2 separate regions of the Arachis hypogaea genome follow, and region 2 is linked to region 1. A link is a contact called in public Hi-C data. All regions are on one chromosome and are shown on one strand. Each heading gives the region's core, a stretch centred on a gene start, on an enhancer-like site or on the middle of the called end of the contact. The rest is flanking DNA. Distances are from core to core; before and after follow the strand shown. Region 1 holds the start of LOC140181954 (a long non-coding RNA gene). Region 2 holds the start of LOC112777669.

Region 1 (6,925 bases), core at 2,692-5,191:
CATAAACTCTGCTATTGTATACTAAAAAGTAAAAGACAACCAACTTTCTGACTTGGCAATTTGTGAGAAGACTTCAAAAAGGCATTTTCTACAATCCCCTGATTTTGAACAGCTGAGCAAGAGATTTGTATCAGATTGACTGTGTGCTTAGACCAATGAGTATCTCAACATCTAAAATCATGATCAATAGATACCTTATACAGATTAGTGAATGACACAGATGCATATGTCAGTGGATATGTAAATCATTAGTTGTCATATATAGGAACATGTAATTAGGACTTCTATCTCATTTGGATTGTGCACAGGACGAACTTTATGTATATAAAAAATTAATTTTATATAAGTTTGAAGTTATTTGTACGTGTAGTGTCCTGGATATGTAACTTAATTACTTTTTGCTAGATTCATTAGTATATACACCAGCTGTTTAACTAAGATTGGATTTCCTTGATCACGTTAACCATAAAGTCAATTGTTGTATACTAATAAAATTAGACACTGATGTCTTGCATTAATTATGCATATTTATACAACCAACTTTTGGTTTAGTTAGGCTATTAGGTGACACAGTATCAGTGGTTTCGATAATCTATATAACAAGACATGATAGCAATGTTAACCATTGAATGAGGAAATCTGAGAAAATCAAAACAACCTAAACGAATATCATAGACCTTCTGATATGGATTGAAAGCAAAATCGAATCCTATTCATCTAACTTAATTACTTTTTGGTTGATTCATTAGTATATACACCAGCCGTTTAGCTAAGATGGGATCTCCTTGATCACGTTAACTATAAAGTCGATTGTTGCATATTAATAAAATTAAATACTAATGTCTTGCGTTAATTGTGCATATTTATGCAACCAACTTTTTGTTTAGTCAGTCTATCAAGTGATATAGTATCAGTGTTTTCGGCAATCTATATAATAAGATATTGATAGAAGTGTTAACCATTGAATTAGGAAATATGAGTAAGAGATCTGTTTCAGATCGGCAATGTGCATAGCATCGAATGCCTAAACATATGGCATCGTCATAAGAGTGTTCCTTATACTAAATAGTGAATGATATGGATGCATAGGCCACTGGATAGAGAGATCATGTGTTTAAAGATGTTAACATAGTTGTTTTGACCAAATCTTCACATATGAATTTAACGATCATCTGATTCACATGTTCAGTTTAGTCTTTTTACAGTTTCTGTGTAAATCAATGTGTTTGTTTAACTGCAGAAAAAAATAGTTAATTGAAAGAAAGAAGCCAGTAACAACAAATGTCCCAAACAATGTATAAAGCAAGGCCAAACCTAATATGAATAATAGATATCGAGGTATACCATATTCATTTTAAGCATTGAAAAATGTAGAAAAGATTCTTTATATAGTCAAAAGATATTACAAGAAAAAAACTAATAAGTAACCAAGTGTGTTCATGTCACCTTAGTGTGTATGTATCGTAACAAGATATCTGTTAACTGGACCAATACTTAAATTAATGTTACGAATGACCAGCACAAATGGTAATTGGTGGTTCAGATTTCATCACAGAATTACTTATGTGAGAGTTAGTGTGTAACTAAAATCAAATAATTATGTGATGTGTCAGTCAAATAAAATCCTGTTTCTTTCACAGATACATGAACTATATACAAGAATTTCTAGCATGGGACAATGCATCAAAAAATTAATATATAATTGTTACTTTCAAATGATTTGTCATTCACAACAATACACTGCTTTATAATGGTTTTGATGGTGGTGGATATCACTAAAAAAAATAGACCAATAGAATCAAAATACTAAAATTTGATTATTTTCATATCAAACAAATCTACATCACAATATTATTAATGGATAAACGGTATAAATTTAATATAAAATGGCAAAAAAACATGATAAATGTATAAGTTAATCTAGATTTCCTATTATGTTCAGTTTAGTATAGGGACGTTAAAAAGTTTATAATACCATAATTATATATTATATGGAACTCCAAATTTTAGTAAAGCCTACCTAAACTATATTTCTTATGTTTTAAGACAAGAAGTGGCACTTTTAGCTATATTTTAGCTATAGTGGGACTTTCAAATAATTTTTGTATTACGAAGATAGCAATAAATGAGAATATCTCATCTTGACTTGTGTTTAAAAATAGTCCAACTGTATCATAGGTTAAGAAAGTACAATTTTCCATAAAAGTAGAATTTGAAATATTTCTCTTACACTAAACCATTTGTGAATTCTACAAATCATATCCTTTCTATGTAGCATAGTATTAATATACAACAAAGAAAAATCTATTAAATAACAAAAAAGGTTCAATGCTATAATATATGCAGAAAAAATACCTTAAAATGACAATTTATGCTAGGCTGGGTCTCAATAAAATGCATACTGATGATATTGATAAAAATTCAGTGAGGTTCATGGATAAAATTTCATATATCTATGTAATGATCGCTAGATAAAGTCCAGACATGATGGATTTATATAGCTAAGTGTCATTGGAAAGCATGAACTATACACTAATCAGCAAGGTTCTAAAAACTGAACTGGTCATCAAACCGCTTCAGTCATTGGTTCACTGATTTAATGGTTCAACCGGTTCAACTGTAGTCCAACCAAAAAAATTGTTTTATATTAAAATAATAAATAAATTATAAATAAACACTTTAAAACATAATTATAGTCTAATATAAATTTTAAAATATCTTTTAAATTTAAAACACTACATGAAGTGTTATCAACTACAATCTTAAAATCTTTAGATAAAGTACAGACTTAAATATTTTAATGAACAGAAGCTTTTGCTTTCAAAGTTTGCTATAAGAGAAACCAAAATTCTTTCTTCATCCTATAAATGTTTGCTTTGATGACATTAATCAATAAAGCAATTACATCAAAAAATATCAAACCAATTCTAACTGGTTTAAATTTGTCCAAGCAACAAAGAAAAAGAATGAAGGTTTCGTCACAAAAAAAAGAATGAAGGTTTCGTCATAAAAAAAAGAATGAAAGTTCCTCGAAATAGCAGCTGTACAATCCACATCATTTAACACAAACTAGAAGTTCTGAAATCTCATTTTTCCATAGCTGCAGGCTCAAACATATCGCCACCTAAATCTAACCTGCCACCTAACATATCACAAATTTCTAATCAAGAGGAGACTCAAACCTCCAGGCTTATATTAAAATTGTATTAACTTGAGGAGACTCAAAACAAATCAGGAAAAGCAAAAGAATTTCACAATAACCCAGAGCTAAACTTAATATTTTAATACTCCTTTATCTTGTTACTCAATAAATCATCAAAACAACCACAATCCAAGCAGATGTAAATCACAAAACTTGACTCTACATTTGTCTACTTTGCCATTGAACAGAGCTGGAAATATAAAACAAAGTTACAGGTAAATTCTAGTTTCTAACCCTGCCAACCTAAATTTCAGCACCTCTAAATTCTATTAAAAGCTCAGTTACTAATATGCAAGGTCAATTATTAGAATGTGATCCTCAAAATCTTAGTAAAGCAACACATAATTTCGATTCAGCAACATTAAACTAAGATAATCCATATTGATCAGCATCGTGCCATAATTCATTTTTACTAACTGAGGTATTATTATCAGCAATACAGTGACACATAAAATAGCAGCATAGAAGAACCAAAGCTAATTAATAATCACAACACATTCAATAATCAATAATCAGTAAATTAAAATAATAAAATCACAACACACAAAAAATAGTAGCCTAGTAGAACCAAACAGAGAAATAAATATAACACATCAGAAATTACCAAAACATACATAAATTAAAAGAAAAAAGCTACAAACCCTAAGATGGAGGACGCGGCGTGACTGAGGGTCGCAGACGACAAGGACTGCAACGAGTAGGATAGATGAGAAGTAGACAACGACACACCTGAGAAGCGGATGACAGCTTGACCGAGAGGAGGAGGAAACGGTAGCGCTTGCGATGATTCTTCCTATATGTGAGCGCGATGGTGACGCAAGAGAGCACCTTCGAAGCTAGAAGCCTTGAACAGAGCATGCAAAAGGGAGACACCGAGACAAGGAGCACCTCCGAATGGGACAGTGGCTGCGGTGGAACAAAGCTAGCGCCGGCGGGTCCGTGGCTGTGCGACAGAGGCTTCCACGTTCGCACAGTGGCTGTGCGATGGAGGGAAAGGAAAGTTGCGATGGCTGCTACACGATGGAGGGGAAGTGAGGGAGCAGGCGGTGGCTGAACGGAAGTGGGGGAGGACCAGGGGCTCGATGAGAGGAGCTCTTGACTGAGTGTGAGAAAGGCAGAGAGCGTGTTCTGGAGTCTGGAGTTTGGTTAGGGCTGGATTAGAGTAGCGGAGTTAGGGTTCAGCACCAACTAAATGACAGCGTTTGCTTCATAATTCAAAAAATTGGCCGGATCACGGTTCGACAGTTTAATGACAGTTTTTAAAAGTGGTGGTTTTGACGTCTGACCGATTCATTTTTTTGCAACAGTTCGCAGTTCAACCGGTTCGACTGGCCGGTCTGAACCAGTTTTTAGAACTTTGCTAATTAGTGAAAACTTGTACTGGGAAGGGAGCAAAGGGTAGAGCAGTTATGCATAAAGCAATTGTGTGGAAAGAAATTTTCATGAGTGACCACTGGTCAATACCAATTTTTTATGGATAAAAAACAGCGTCAATGCACATACTCTTACGTTTTAATAGGTTATATCTAACCTAATCATGTTACCTTATATCTTCACAAAAAAGAAAGAAAATTATATTGAGTATTGTTATACAATAAATTTTTTCAAAAATAAGCAACCCAGACACAATTTATATGATATTTCAACTAGTAAGTTATTGGTTTGCATTACAGAAGCCCTTTATTGGTGAAGTGACTTATTCACATATATTTGTAAATACAATTCAGATTTTTATTATTCTGTTGAATTATAGAACATGGATTATTACATCAGAAAACTCATTAGTTCATCCTTCATTAAATTGATTTATTGGGATTCTAACATATTTTTTTAAATCTGACATCAATATAAATAACACATATTAACTTATAGCTTACAATCGCCAAAACCCATCACAAGTAACGTTAGCATATAGCTAAATACATCAAATTTAAATTATTGCTCTTACAATGAATAAGAAAAATACCTATTAATTAAATTTTCATCATCTACTATAATTATATCCTACTCAGGTTTTAATACAAATAGAATGTTGTTCGCAGCTCTTTTGATGTGCAATAAAAAATGATTAGTTTACCTGACCCATGCCAATGTCATAATAAACGATGAAACAATGCCACAAATGAATACTATCTAAGCTAATTATATAAATAGGGTAGGACAAATAATTGGGTGGTATTCCAATTGAAGCCCATTCCTCTAACTCACTAAATTCCATTACCCAAACCTTTAATCTCTATATAGTCATAATGAGTGATATCCCACCAAAGAGATGCCATCTCCTATTCTTGAGTGATGATCTTATCTTGAAGATCTTTGTGAAAGCAGACCCAAAAACAGTAGGGAAGTGCAGAACTCTGAGTAGAGATTGGAATTCAAGACTATGCACCGACTTATTCGTCAAGCAAAACTATAAGAAAACCAAAGAAAGAGACCAAAGTTTCATTTTTGGGATTGGGTCCCCCCCCCCTAAATGATCAAAACTCAACATGGTTCGTAGGAGCCTCTGTTGATACGAGCCAGTAGGTTCATTTCAATGTGCCCATAGAAATCAACCAATATGGATGATGGGTGCATATTCAAAATATATAAATATATTTTAGTGTTGGATCCAATTAGTCAAAATAAAATGGATATGACATACAAATAACTCGAATTATTGACGCAAGTGAAACGAAGACCCATGATCCTTCTTTTGTAGGGCTGTTTGTTTCATCACTACTTTTTGATAGCAGATTTATTTGGATGATGTAATGGATAAATACAAATAATCAATGTAGGTGGACCGTTGGCATTGGGCACAGCTAGCCTTGTTAGTGTTTTTTGTGTTTTTTTGTAATTAGCGTGTGATAATCATTTGTCTAACTTACATGACGTATTCCACATGTCACAACTCCGTAAGTACACGTCGGATGCGACTCATGTATTAGAGCCTGAGTCGGTTGAGCTAAAGGAGAACTTGACGTTTCAAGTAACACCGGTTGTAGATTGACGACACTAGTGTGAAGAAACTGTGAGGAAAGAAAGTTCAATTGGTCAAAGTTGCTTGGAAGAGAGCAGGAGTGGAAGAGCATACTTGGAAATTGGAGTCTGAGATGCGGAAGGATTATCCTGAGCTATTCTCAGGTAATCACTAAATTTTGGGGACAAAATTTTTTATTTGGTGGGGAGAATGTAAGAATCACGATTAATTAACCGTTTTATTAAATAATTAAATTGCCTAAAATAGGTTCCAAAAATCTAGAATGTTAATTAGAAAATTTAAATATGATATTTGGACTCAGTAGATTTTTCTGAGTTGAAAAATATAATTTTCTTCAGAAAATTGTGTAAAAACGCGTACTGGTAAATTAACCGGTAATACCGGCTTAAGTTTGTCCGATACTGTGCGAGAATAATAAAAACAGTAGAAAATCTTAGAAAATAAATTAAAGTTAAAAATCGGGCACTAATTTTAAAGGTTTGGCTTAAAATTAGGCCAAACGGGCCAAAAACGCTAACAGGTTAAACTAGGCCCAAGTTGGGCCCAAGCCCAATACATATAACACCATTAATGAACCATACTCAACCACAAAACACAACACATGCAGTTGAGATGGGAAGAAGGAGAGAAACCCTCCATCGATACTATTCACCTCTAACTTCTCAAGCTCATAACTTGAGCTACAGAGCTCCGATCGCCGCACCGTTTATGGCCACGCGATCACCACGAAGAGATCTACA
Region 2 (6,925 bases), core at 2,864-5,363, 160 kb after region 1:
AAAGTATTATTAGTTGTTAACAAAAAAATTACAAAAAAAATATATACTCAACGAAAAATCACCAAATTTTAAGGATAATAATATTTCATTTTTTTAATCATGCTTGCAAAAAATTGTATCAAAATTCAATCTCTAATGTATTTTTTCAAAAATATATATTTAATGTTAGATAATCTTGCAAAAAATCTAATATTAAATATGTATTTCTCAAAAAATACATTAGAGATTGAATTTTGATGCAATTTTTTGCAAGCATGATTAGAAAAATGTGATATTATTATTCTTAAAATTTGGTAATATTTTGTTAAGTATATATTGTTTTGTGATTTTTTAAAAGTATTATTGGTTGTTAACAAAAAAATTATAAAAAAATATATACTTAACGAAAAATCACCAATTTTTATGTATAATAATATCTTATTTTTAAAATCATGCTTGCAAAAAATTATATCAAAATTTAATCTCTAAGGTATTTTTTAAAAATATATATTTACTGTTGGGTATTGTTGTTGTGTTTTTAAATTATTTGAAAACATTTTTGTTAATAATAAAATTCGAGTGTATTTTTGTCAGCGTTTAAATAATTTGGGGGCATTTTTGGTGGTTAACCCTATAATTTATATAGAAGAATTTATATGATTTTACCAGCAAGGTAGCATAGACATGGTTCACATGGTTTTCCATTTATGCTAGGGATTTCACAAGGCATGAATGCTAATAGAATAAAAAAGAACAAAAACTTCCATGGATGGAGTACAATACTGTTGGATAAAGGAATGATATTGAAATGGTAGAGATTAAGAAAAAATCCAACTAATTACAGTATACAAATAACGGTATTAGTTAGTTGAAGGTAACATAATTTGTTAGTAGATTAAAGGATATTAATATATTGAACATCAGCAGTGATCAAAGGTAAGATAAGAAAAATAATAAGAATAGCAATCTCGTAAATACCTTCAGGAGTGCATCTTCGTCCAAAACTATGCATGTCAACATAATTTCCTTTGACTGCTCCATTGTTGTATACCAATATGGTGGGCAAATTTCGATCCGGATAGTTGGGAATGCAGTCTGTTGATATTATCTTGACAAATTTTGTTGCAGGATATCTTGTAGCCAATTCTTCAATGCATTGCATTAAAACCCCACATTCAGCAATGCTGTCAAACATAAAGTACAACAGATTTCAGCAATCAGCACAAGAAGCATAACAATAAAATTAAACAAATTTGGATCACCCAAGTAATTTATAGATATTATATGAGGAACGTGGTGTGCAGAAACATTTCCTGTAATTTAAGCTTAGAAATGTCATGTAGCATACCCATCTTTGTAAAGGATGACAACCACCCAAACATCAGAGGGAGCCTGTGAAACCTCTCGAACGAAATCAGATCCTGAAATGGGAACCACAGATCCAAACCTCGAAACTTTAGCTGCTTCCTTCATCTCAGCCAATCTCTTCTTCCTATTAAAGCACAATGATTTATATCATAAGATATAGAATAAAAACAAGACCTAATCCATCATTCATTCCCATGTACCCCCAATCCAAATCTTAACAAACTAACCAGACATTAGTATAAATAGATTATTCCATATCCCCATCAAGGATATTGAACTCTCGAGTTTATGAAGTCTCTAAATTGAGTTTGGGAGTTATATTTCACAATTCAATTTTATCTAAGATTCATGACTTCAAATGAACTCTAGAGTTTGATATCCTTGTTCGAGATTATTTGTTATGAACCTTAAATTCATCAAACTGAAGCAAAATAAACCACAATTACTGACCAAAATTCAGTCAACAAAACACAATCTTACCAACAACAACAAAACTACATTGATCAAATGACGCCAACAGTACTATGTCATACATCATATCTACATTTATTCCATGTATAATTAAATCTATTTAAATAAATTCTTATAAGGATTATCCTTCATCTGACCCATTCTTCTAGCTTAAACCTTTACATGCCTCCTCCGTGTCTATACCAGCTAAGGCAAATGACTATATCATCTTTTTCAATAATGAGTTTCTTTCTCTAATGAAATATAAATCAATGTATATAAAAATAAATGGAATAATGCAAAACACCCAACTTGTACTCCTCAAGGAAGCGATCGTCATCGAGATCATTTTCAAGGTCTTCAAGTTCATCCTCATTTTTGGAATCAAGCCAAGCCTTGTCTTTGGAGAGGGAATCAGGATCGGGGGCAGGGGCAAACGGCGGAGGCTTGAAAGCGGGCAGTTTCTTAGGGAGATTGCCAAGCTTCCTCTGAATGTCATCCCATTGGGTTGATGCTCCTTCCACATCTTTGTACACAAAGTGGTAATCCGTCATTGTTCTGTGATGATGATGATGTTAATGTTGTTGTTGTTGTTGTTTACTCCTATGAATCTGCATCCAAAGTAACCAAAGAAGCAAAATTAATTGGTTAATATCTAAAAACCAAGGTTCTGAGAACTGGACCAGTCATCGAACCGCTCTAGTCACTGGTTCACTGGTCCAACCGGTCCAACCATGGTTCAACTGGAAAAACCATTTTAAAATAAAATAAAAAATAAATTATAAATAAAAATCCTAAAATATAATTATAGTCTAATATAAATCTTAAAATATCTTCAAAATTTAAAACATTACATGAAATGTCATCAACCAAAACCATATGATCTTATCAAAATACGAATTCAAAAGTTAAATAGTAAAAAGAAATACCTAAGACAATAGCTATAACAAGAATTAAGAGCTCTTTACACTGCTCATCCAATTTAATGACTGCACCACCTTCAATTAGTTTTTCTATACATTTACAAATCATTACTAAGAAAAAAAAAAGTGCTACTTACACACTACTAAGAAAGTTGCAACCCAAATTTCAAATCACCCAAAGAAAAGGAAAGAACAACAAACAGGAATTCAGCAGGTAATGAAGAAATATAGAATCTGGCTTTCAACAATTTCCTAGTGTCTTCAGAGCAAGAAGGTCACGCAAAGTTGGATGAAGGTTCCATCTAACATATTTGAAAGCATAATTTCTAAAACAAACAAAATAATCAGGTGCTTGCCATTCCTTACATAAAGGAGCACAAATCCATATTACTAGTAAATCTCCAGAGGCGGGCTTATCAATAGGCAGAGCAAAGATTGACCTGCGGTTTCTCTTCTATATCACTAGCTAAATGGAAGTTCATGGTGAGATCCAATTCCATGGGTTTGCTACGAGGAATTTAGCACAACAAGGGATGAATGATTAGCAAACAAACAGCAAATGAGAATTAGTGACAAAAACGACCTGCCTAATACCTATTCTGTTAAAAAAATTGATGACATCAAAATGTAAGAGAGTTGAAAGATCACATCCAAAACAAATTCTATATAGCAAAAAAGATAAAATTAGGAATGCTTCCAATATTTTCCAAGTACCAAAATATCAATAACACAAAGGAGAAGAAATCAAAATCATCAACTAAAAATGAAATTATAGTACTTCAATATCGTCATGGTATACACCTCAAAGAAAGACATAATAGAATTACAGAATCATATATCATATATATAAATATAAAAAGCAAAAAGAAACTCATGAAACTCCTTTACCAAGAGGCCGTAGCTCCTCAAAATCATTCAGATATCGAGAACTATGGGGAATCGTATTTGAACCACCAAGATCAGAAGGTTTCCAAAACTGAGATATACTGGTTGAACTGGTTGACGGACGGCGACAGACGATAGCGACAAGACAGCGGAAGTTCAAGGTCCTCCTCTTCGGCGCAGCGACGGCAGAGTTCCTCAACTAGTGCTCTGCAGTTAGCAGAACGGATTGGGGGTGGAAAGTGAGCCTTCTGCCAGATCGAACGAGAAGCAAGGGGGAAGAACTTCAATTCGCGAAGAAAAAGGGATGATGATGGACGGACGGACGGCGACTTTGAATGCGACGGACGGCGGCGATTTGCAACTGCTTGCGGCGGTGATGATGATGGCTAGGGTTTTTTTGGCGATTTGCAACTGCTTGCAATGTGTTTCTTTTTTTTTTTTTTGGACGGGCTTGCAATGTGTTTCTTTTTTTTTTTGGACGGGGGAATGAATGAAAGAAAGGGAGAAACGGGCTGGGGGAGAAAAGATCTTGGGCCCAAAATCGAAAACAGAGACAAATTAGGGACAAATTAGTGCTGTTTGTGCGTCATTATTTTGATAAAAAAAAAATTTTTTTTCAATAAAAAAATATCTTTTTTATTTTTTTGTATGTTTGGCAAATTTCTAATAGTAAAAATAAAATCACTAGAAAAATGAAAAATATCTTTTTGAGAAGGTATAATTTACATCTTTTTCTAAAAGTTTTTTTTCCTTTAAAAAGATGTTTTTCATGTAATAAATAAACAAAAAAGTACTTTTATATCGTTATACCCAAACATAATTGATAGATAAAAAGATTTTTTTGCATGAGATACTCAAACATGAAATTACTTTTACTTTTTCATAAGATCTTTTAAAAAAAAGATAACTCAAAAAGAGATCTTTTCTTAGAAACTCACCTAAACAAGCCCTTACTTTCAACCATTAAAAGAAAAATAAGTTAATTAAAAAAAACCTCTAATTTGAGCCAGATTCTTAAATTTTTCCCTTGAGCATATCCATTAATATAGTAGTCACTGAAAAACCGAATATGTTAATAGAAAGGGCATATTTACATCCATCTAAAAAAAATAGAAGTTAGTAGTCAAAATCGTCCTTAAAAGATACCTCGATTTTCATTTTCGTCATCGAAAAATAAAATTAATCAAATTCGTCCCCGAAAAATAACCAACCCGGTCGCGTTAGTCCTTCCGCCATCTCTTGCGCTGAAGTGGCTAACGCTCACTGACATGGCCTGTTAACTGTCAGCGTGGCACTTGCTTAGTGTACCCTCTTGTTGCTGATAAGATAAATTTATTAGACCAATTCAAATTAGTCCCTAAATCCATAAACCATAATCCCAAATTCATTGATTGGTTGCCTTGGTACTCTCGTCCCTCTTCCTCTCACTTCCATCTCCCCTCTTCCTCTCACTTCCATCGCTGCTCTTGGAATAATTAATTCAAACTATAGCTATATTGAATCCTCTTTTCAGGCCATTGAAGCAACTTAAAAAGCTTCCTCAAAACTCTATCGCAACATGGGCTTTAGTGAATCTCTCATCATCTGGTGTTTGTTATGAAAGTTAAAGACAATGTTACCAGAAAATCATTGAGAGGGAAGCTCTAGGACAAAACAGAAGGAAAATTAATCTTCTAATAAGGTGACTTTCACCCAAAACTCCTAAAAGGAACTTGCTTTTCATCTGTGCAAGGGGTGAAGAGACGCTATAGCAGTATCGGTTTTGGAAGCTCTAGTCTCGAGCATTTTTCAGCTGAAAACAAATAGGAGTAGCATCATGGAATTCATGAATTCGAAGATAAACTGCATTAGGGGAATAGCTGGAGCAACGGAGACATGAAGGAATATCGAATCGGAAATGATGCAACGAGATGAAGTAGTAACATCGAGGAGAAAAAATGGGAGAAGACGACCCAATGTTGACGAAGACAACCCAATGTTTTGAAGATTAGCTTTCACAATAGCAGTAGGTCTAGCAAAATGGGAGAAGTTCATTATAATGGAACTATTGCTGCACATAACCTGATCTTGCTTATCCAACTTTAACCCAGAAAAACCACTTGAAGCAGATAGAAAAATCTGAGCCAGTTTTCCCACAAGGTACTTGATGAGCAAGGTTACTACCATTATTCTCAGTTATTTCTGACACTTTGGACCTAACAGATGCAAATGATCCTTGACATTGATATGATGATGGTTAGTAAAATTGACTTGTGCTAGGTTTGGGTCCAGGGATCTTAATCTCTCCTCTAGCCATAACCGAAAAGTCCTTGTTAAGGACCCTTATTCTGAACCAAAAGCATGACGCGCATAGTTCTTGTGAGAGTCCCTAAGTAATTGATTGGAATTGCTTCTTTTGTCCAACAAAGAGAGGTTACTTAAAGGAGGGATTTCATGCATGGTGACTCCAGAAAGTTCATGTATGAAATCAGAACCATAGTCATGTGGCAAAGATTCATCCATTCCATAATTCAACCAATGTATCACGTCTTCATCTTCAGCAGATGGATCTAGCATTCTAATCAGAACCAATAGCATCATGGAATCTATGAATTCTAATCGGAAGGACTAGTGCGACTAGGTTGGTTATCTTTCGGGGACGAAAATGGAGATCGGTGTATCTTTCAGGGACGATTTTGACAATTAATTCAAAAATGAAGAAAATTATTGCGCCTAATCATGTTAATAGTCTTCTTTTGATGCATGATTAATGAGATATTAGCCTATAAACCAAATAAGTGAGAAATTAAAGGTAAAATGCCCTTTACTTCCTAACATTTGAATTATGCGCACTTGATTTCCTAATGTTTGAAAATGTGTTAATCAAATGTTAAGAGTCTATTTGTTTTGTGTTCATTTTTAAAATTTTAGTTTTGATATTTTTATTTTTATGATTTTATATAAAAATATAAAAATAATGAAATTAATTTTAATATCTTTTTTTAGAAATAAAAACACAAAAATGTTAATGGTTTCCATTTATGAAACTTTTTTGGGTTTGTGACATTTTTTTGACTTGTAACAAAACACTGTCTCCTTGTCCCTTTTCTGATCTCAACATCTCTTCCCTCCTCTCAACCCAGACCCACACAAACCAAACTATAAAAACATAACTTTTCCATTTCATAATACAAGAGTTGCTCTCTATTCATCATTGGCATCATCATCTTCTTTTTTCACTTCCTTCCTTGTCTTGAACCTCAAATCCGACCCCTTTTTTCCATCACTTCAATTTTCAAAGCTTGAAGAAGGTTTCTGTTTTGATTTTGGGCTCTTGTGTG

Evidence for each region. Hi-C and Micro-C count contacts between places; a contact is called where the count stands out from the background.
Region 2: a Hi-C map of leaf shows a contact between it and region 1, with 5 times the contacts expected there. The contact joins the promoter of LOC112777669 here to the enhancer-like site in region 1. A contact is called at or near these places in 4 of 8 Hi-C or Micro-C datasets (leaf and an unstated tissue).

What each region holds. Positions count from the first base shown.
Region 1 is chr19:38,046,995-38,053,919 of arahy.Tifrunner.gnm2.J5K5, forward strand. It overlaps LOC140181954 (a long non-coding RNA gene), which reads left to right and starts at 6,775. Exons shown (of 3, transcript XR_011877654.1): 1 at 6,775-6,925. Within about 2 kb of position 3,942, at least 1 of the 3 cell types and tissues checked has open chromatin away from gene starts, as enhancers often do.
Region 2 is chr19:38,203,715-38,210,639 of arahy.Tifrunner.gnm2.J5K5, forward strand. LOC112777669 reads right to left here and starts at 4,114. Exons shown (of 5, transcript XM_025822066.3): 1 at 3,609-4,114; 2 at 2,110-2,408; 3 at 1,328-1,471; 4 at 958-1,163. The coding sequence starts at 2,351.